2 separate regions of the Sus scrofa genome follow, and region 1 is linked to region 2. The links are chromatin contacts, called in public HiChIP or PLAC-seq maps. All regions are on one chromosome and are shown on one strand. The core of a region is the stretch at or near the end of the contact, and the rest is flanking DNA. Distances in the headings are between cores, read along the strand shown.

Region 1 (2,900 bases), core at 39-2,538, 730 kb before region 2:
CCCACCCTCAGGGTCTCCTCTCCTTCCTCTCTGTAGTCCCAGGCCTCCAGGCCAGAACAGTCTGTGATGCAGGCCCTCGAGAGCTTGACGGAGACGCAGGTAAGACCCTATGGCCCCTTCTAGCCCTTGGGGACTGCAGGCCCAAGTGCCTGGCCACTCGGGAGAGCCCAGGGGTTGTTTGTGCTCTCAGGAGGCCCGTGGGGAGGGGAGAGGACCTGCCGCCCCATCTTCGTGCCAGCTTGGCCTGGTCACCCAGCTTCCTCTTCCTCCCCCCCCCCAACCCCAGCACTCACCACCTGACCTTGAGAGCCTTCTCTCCCACAGTGGCCACCATGGGGGAGGGGGGCGAGCTTTCACAAGCCTGCCTGCAGGGTGACCTTGGCCAGCACTCCCACACCACTCCCACACCACTGGGGCCTGCATCCTCAGCCCCACCTGCTTTGCGGAGGAACTCCCCCCACCCCACCCACCCCAGCCAATGTGGTTTCCCCAGAGCAGCCTTTTTAACATTTCTGATGGCGGGTGGGGGGGGGAAGACCAGTCTTGAGACTCCTTCCATGACCCCCTTGTGAGGGGTGGGGAGTCACCCCCTCCCTCCTCCCTCCAGCTTTTGTTCTCTGCCCCAAATGGGGAAGGGGGAGGGGGCGTCCAGCCCAGGGGCCAGCACAGCCCAGACAGGATGTTAGGAAAATATTTAGTAAGCATCCGGGAGGGCCATGAAGAGGAAGGCTGGGGGCTGGCCCACACTGGGTTCCCGGTTGGGTTGCAGCTTTTTTTTTTCCCCCCTTCTTTCCTCATTTTTCTGGCAGCAGGGGCCCTCCTCCCAGGAGGGTGACACAGGTCTCAGCTATCCGCCTGCTGCCAGGGTGGGGGTGGCAGGTCCCCAGCCTCCCCAGCTGGGCTGGGCTGGGCCGGCCCCCGGCCTCAGGAACCTGCTCAGCCGCTTCCCTTCCTCCTGCCCTGAGGCCCTCGCCCCCTCCCCGACATGTAGCATCCTGCCCTCTGCAGCTAGCTAGCCTGGAGGAGGAGGGGGCCAGGAGCTGGGTGGTCCACCATCAGGAGGGGCAGTGCGGTGGGGGGAGAGCTGGGGTCCCAGAAGCCTGCTGAGGATTGTCTATGATCTCCTGGGGCAGATGTGAACTGAGCTCCCTGTTACTGGGGGGGGGGGGGGCTGTGGTTGGCAGGGGGCCCCAGGGGCGTGTTTGGTTCACATCCGCCCCAGGGTGCCTGCGTCAGGAGGGAGATGGGGAGGCGCTGGGCGGAGTGACTGGGCTCCCAGAACTACTTCCCCGCCTGGCACCGAGTCATGCCTGCCTGTTCACCCTCCCCAGGGAGGAAGTTGCAGGGTGGAGTGGAGGGGGGACACCCCAGCTGCTCTTCGGAAGCCACCCCAGTCCCTTCCTGCAAAGGGTGGCTCTGGCACTGGGGGAGGGTGTGTGCAGAGAGGGGCTGTGGGGTGGGGGCTGCATACTGTCCGCCTCCTTCGCCTCCTCCCCACGGCCCCCAAGCAGAGAAGGTTACGCCAGCCGCTGCCAGCAGAGAGCAGGGAGGAGGTGGTTCTGAGTCATCCCGGCCTGTGTCACTTCTCAGAAACCTCCACCCCCTGCCCCATCCCGGCCCCTGGGGAGAGCAGAGCGCTGGCCAGGCCCCAAAGAAGGGTCCAGTGCAGATGGGGGGGGCAGATGCGCTGCTCGCCCACTCTGAAAAGGGGGTGCTAGATTTGAGGTTCATGCTTGCCCGAGCTGTGTTGAGGCCCTGAGGGGGCTTGGGCCCCCCACAACCCCCCCTGCTGTGGCTGGCAGAGGCAACACCTCCCCCTTGGCCTCTGCCCCGCCCAGCATAGATAAATATTTATCTTGAGAAAGCAAAGGTTAGGACAAGAATTTGTCCAGGAATTCCGCCCACTCGCTGCCCAAGTGGCTTGGTTGAGAGGGGGCCTGGGATAGGCCCCTCCAGTGTTCACAGATGGAGAGAATTTGGGGGCCTGAGGGTGGGGAAGAGGTGTGATCTGAAGGTTACTTGAGAGCAGTGACCGCTGGCTGGGCCCCGCCCCCTCTGGCCTCAGTTTCCCCTTGAAAGTACCAAGCTGGCCAGGGAGGGCCAGGCCCCTGTCTCATCCGCCTCTGTCCCCCCACAGCCCCCAGCAGCGCCCAGCCGGGGCAGGGCTGGCGGAGGCAGCTTCCGGAAATACCGATTCATTTTATTTAAGCATCCGTGGCACCGACAGGGACCCCAGAGCCCAGAGAGGGGCGGCGAGAGGCCCCAGGTCACGCAGCTCGGGGGGCTGGGCCGGGTCGGGCTGGGGGCACTGCAGGCTGGGGCTCTGGGTTGACAGGCCGCTCTCTGCAGGTCAGTGACTTCTTGTCGGGCCGCTCGCCACTGACCCTGGCACTGCGTGTGGGTGACCACATGATGTTCGTCCAGCTGCAGCTCGCAGCCCAGCACGCCCCACTGCAGCACCGCCATGTGCTGGCCGCCGCTGCTGCCGCTGCTGCCGCCCGTGGGGACCCCAGCATGACCACCACCCCTGTATCCTCTCCCTGCCGGCCAGTCTCCAGCGCCGCCCGTGTGCCCCCAGTGCCCAGTAGTCCTACCCCTGCATCCTCATCTGTCACAGCTGGTTCCTTCCGCTCCCACTCAGCCTCTACCACCTGCCCTGAGGTAAGTCTGGGGAAGGTCTTGGGAGGACTCTGGGTAGGGGGACGCTGGGGGAATGTCAGAGCCTCAGACACGTCTTTTGTATCCAGCGCCCTCCCCACACCCTGGGCTGGTGCTGGTATGGTGGGTGATCCCTTGACCCTGAACCCCAAAGGCTACCCTTGCACCCTGAGCTCATGTGCCCCCTCCCCCATCAGCAGATGGACTGTTCCCCCCCTGCCAGCGCTGGTGCCAGCCCCACG
Region 2 (3,318 bases), core at 524-3,023:
CTGAGGCCCAGACCCAGCACTGCTGACATGGGGGTTGTCTGGGGTGCTGTCGAGTGTGGAGCAGCAGCCCCAACCCCCACCCCCTTGATGCCACTGGCACCCCCAGTGGTGATGACAAGCACAGATATCCCCAGATATTTTCCAGCATCCCCTAGGGGCAGGACTTCCCCAGGGAAGAACCATTGGGTTATAAGATCATGCATGACTCACTACTAACTAGCTAGTGATTAGTAAGTCACTGTTCAGCCTCGCATGTGGCCACAGGAATAGCAAGAGTTTATACCCAGACTATGGGGGCAAAGCCTTGGTTATTTCTGCTGTGTCACCAGCCTCCACAGCCCCACCTCTCTGTTCTTTGGGCTTCCATGAGTCTGATCCCAAAGCCAGAACCAGATGCCTACGGAGCCAGTACAGGTGCTTCCGGTTCAGACCCTCCCTGGTTTTAGGGGGGCGCAGACATGGCTCTGGGTGCCCAAGTCCTGGTGGGCAGGAAGCTGGTACCTCCGAGAAGGGAAAGCAGCAGAGTACAGGATGCAGCCACCAAGGCCCTGACGTGGAAGACCAGGTGAGCTCAGCCTCGGAACCCCCAGGAGACACTGGTTAAAAGAGACCACCTGCCCCACCCCTCTCTCAGAAGGGACCAGCCGCGTCCCCTGGGCTAGGCAGCCAGGACCCTTGTACCAGGGCATGTGTGCTTCTCACGCCAGGTGGGAACCCTGTGGCCCCGCCCATGGCTGCCAAATGCCCAAGGGGTCGTGACCTGCCCATGTGATGAATCTGCAGACATAGTGGCTCTCAGGCCACTCCAGGTGCAGATCAGGGGACAGTCACCCTGTGGGGACCAGTTGGAGAAGCCAGCCAACCTCTCCTGCGCCCACCACCTGGCGGCACAACCATACTCTGGCAAGGAGATGACGAAGTGGGTGTCACACTCCTGTCCAGCCAACGTGGGGCAGGGCCGGCCATGGAGCCCCCAAAGCTGCTTCTGCGTATCCCGCCCATCCAAGTTCCTTGTCCACCCTGCAGCCAGTCTCCTAACCTCAGGGGAATCACAACACCAAGAAAACACTGCCTTCTACTTATTTGAGTCTTCCCCAGGGGTGGGACTCTAATAGCTGACGATGTCACCTGGGGACCTGAGACCTGCCAGACAGGAGCGGAGTGGCGGGGAGGGCCTCAGGGAGAGGACACAAGGCCCACTGGCCCGGCTGACCCCGTGTCTGTCTCCAGCCCTTCCTGCCATGGAGCAGACCCAGGCCTGGACAGTTCTGGAAGATAGGGTGGGACTGTGGAAGGAGTGTGTAAGGTTCCTGCCTGCCTTTCTGTCTCCTCAGAAAGTGGGAGAAATTTTTTTTTTTTTGTCTTTTTGCTATTTCTTTGGGCCGCTCCCGCGGCATATGGACCCAGGCTAGGGGTCAAATTGGAGCTGTAGCCACTGGCCTACGCCAGAGCCACAGCAACGCGGGATCCAAGCCGCATCTGCAACCTACACCACAGCTCACGGCAACACCGGATCATTAACCCACTGAGCAGGGGCAGGGACCGAACCCACAACCTCATAGTTCCTAGTCGGATTCATTAACCACTGCGCCACGACGGGAACTCCCAGAATTTTTTTTTTAAGTAGGAGCAATGATTTTCTGAAAAACTTCCTGGGTGGGCAGAGTTCCCGCCAAAAGCAAACAGCTTTCTAGCAGAAACACAGACTCCCACAGCTACCGGAAGGTGCCTCTTCCTTGAGAAGCGCTACAGGAGGCCAGGGCCCCTGGGATACACTCTCGTGCACACACACACACACACACACACCCCACCGCCGTCCCAGGTACCTTTTTCTCTGCCCTTCTTAGAACACCTCTAAGGACCGCGTGGGGAAAACCAGGACAGGCTTCTCGGAATTCAGCACTAAGGGCTCCCCTGCTTCTTCCTGAAGAGAGATGCGTGTAGTACTGAGAAACTCCTAGAGTGACAAAAGTTAAGATGACAAAATTCCCCTGCCTCAGCATGCACTCACTGCCACCCCCCACCCCGCCCCTGCATTTTGCTGAAAACATAACAAAACACAGTTCCTGTGAGCAACCGCCTTGAGTGAGCTGCTGCACCTCAGCCCAGTTGCCACTTCCTTCCGGTGCCTCCACATCCTGCCTGGGCCACTGACATTGCCATTGCTGCTGCAGGGATGGGCCCCAACCCCAGACGTCAGTCCCGCATGCTCTGGATGGCCGAGTGAACCCTGGCCCCTGGCCTGGCAGCCAGAGTGTCTGGCTGTGGGAAGCTCGGAGCCCTGGATCTGTCCTGTCAAAGCCCTTTGCGCCCCGAGCTATCTTCCACCATCTACATGTTTTGGGTTTTTTTTTGTCTTTTTAGGGCCGCACTCACGGCATATGGAGATTCTCAGGCTAGGGAACTACTCTGAGCTGTAGCTGCCGGCCTCCACCACAGCCGCAGCAACGTGGGATCTGAGCCACATCTGCGACCTACGGCAACGCTGGATCCTTAAACCACTAAGTGAGGCCAGGGATCGAACCCACAACCTCATGGTTCCTGGTCGGATTCATTTCCACTGTGCCATTATAAGAACTCCTGTGGTTTTTTTTTTTTTTTTTTTTATAAATAAAAGTCAATTCAGATATAATAACATACTTTTTTCCTTCTTTTTGCCACACCCATGGCATATGGGAGTTCTCGGGCCAGGAACTAAATTCAAGCCAGAGCTGTGACCTGCGACACAGCTGCAACCATGTTGGCTCCCTAACCCACTATGATGCGCTGGGCTGGGGATTGAATCAGCACTTCCAGAAAGACAAGCTGGATCATTAACCTGCTTGACACAGCGGGAACTCCAAAGTCCACCCTTTTAAAGTATACAATTCAATGGTTTTCAGTAAACTCATAGAGCATGCAGCCGTCACCACTAAGTCCAGAACAACCTCAGCACTGCACAAAGAAACCCTGTGCCCAGAAGCAGTTATTTCCTATCCCCCTTTTATAAAAGGGCCACTTCACATTCCCTAAAAAGACATGTTCAAGTCTTCACCCCTGACACCTGTGAATGGACCGTGCTGGGAAATGGGGTCCTTGCTGATATAATTAGGATGAGGTCACGCTGGAAGAGGCTGGGCCCTCAGCCATTGACTGCCATCCTTCTAAGAAGAGGGAGACCTGGACACAGACGAAAGGAGACAGCCATGTGATGGAGGCGGAGAGATAGGGATCCGTCTGTGACCCAAGGGCAGACCAGGATTGCCAGGCACACCAGAAGCTGGGAGAGGCAGGAAAGACCCTCTCAGGGCCTCTGAGAGTCCTGAACCCACAGCAGAT

What was found. HiChIP or PLAC-seq counts read pairs in DNA pulled down with a chosen protein or histone mark.
Region 1: a contact with region 2 is called in an H3K27ac HiChIP or PLAC-seq map of alveolar macrophages. The contact joins two enhancer-like sites. A contact is called at or near these places in 1 of 5 promoter capture datasets (fetal liver) and 1 of 2 datasets of contacts at active chromatin or transcription factors (alveolar macrophages).

What each region holds. Positions count from the first base shown.
Region 1 is chr2:77,207,084-77,209,983 of Sscrofa11.1, reverse strand. It overlaps MIDN (midnolin), which reads left to right. Exons shown (of 9, transcript XM_021084261.1): 4 at 37-99; 5 at 2,138-2,266; 6 at 2,350-2,661; 7 at 2,859-2,900. Among named protein-coding and RNA genes, the nearest start is that of MIDN, 4.7 kb to the left of the region's middle. Within about 2 kb of position 1,288, at least 48 of the 83 cell types and tissues checked have an H3K27ac peak or open chromatin away from gene starts, as enhancers often do. A contact at or near this core is called in alveolar macrophages and fetal liver, where this site is marked.
Region 2 is chr2:76,479,851-76,483,168 of Sscrofa11.1, reverse strand. It overlaps MOB3A (MOB kinase activator 3A), which reads right to left. Exons shown (of 5, transcript XM_021084201.1): 2 at 1,827-1,924. Among named protein-coding and RNA genes, the nearest start is that of MOB3A, 6.1 kb to the right of the region's middle. Within about 2 kb of position 1,773, at least 22 of the 83 cell types and tissues checked have an H3K27ac peak or open chromatin away from gene starts, as enhancers often do. A contact at or near this core is called in alveolar macrophages and fetal liver, where this site is marked.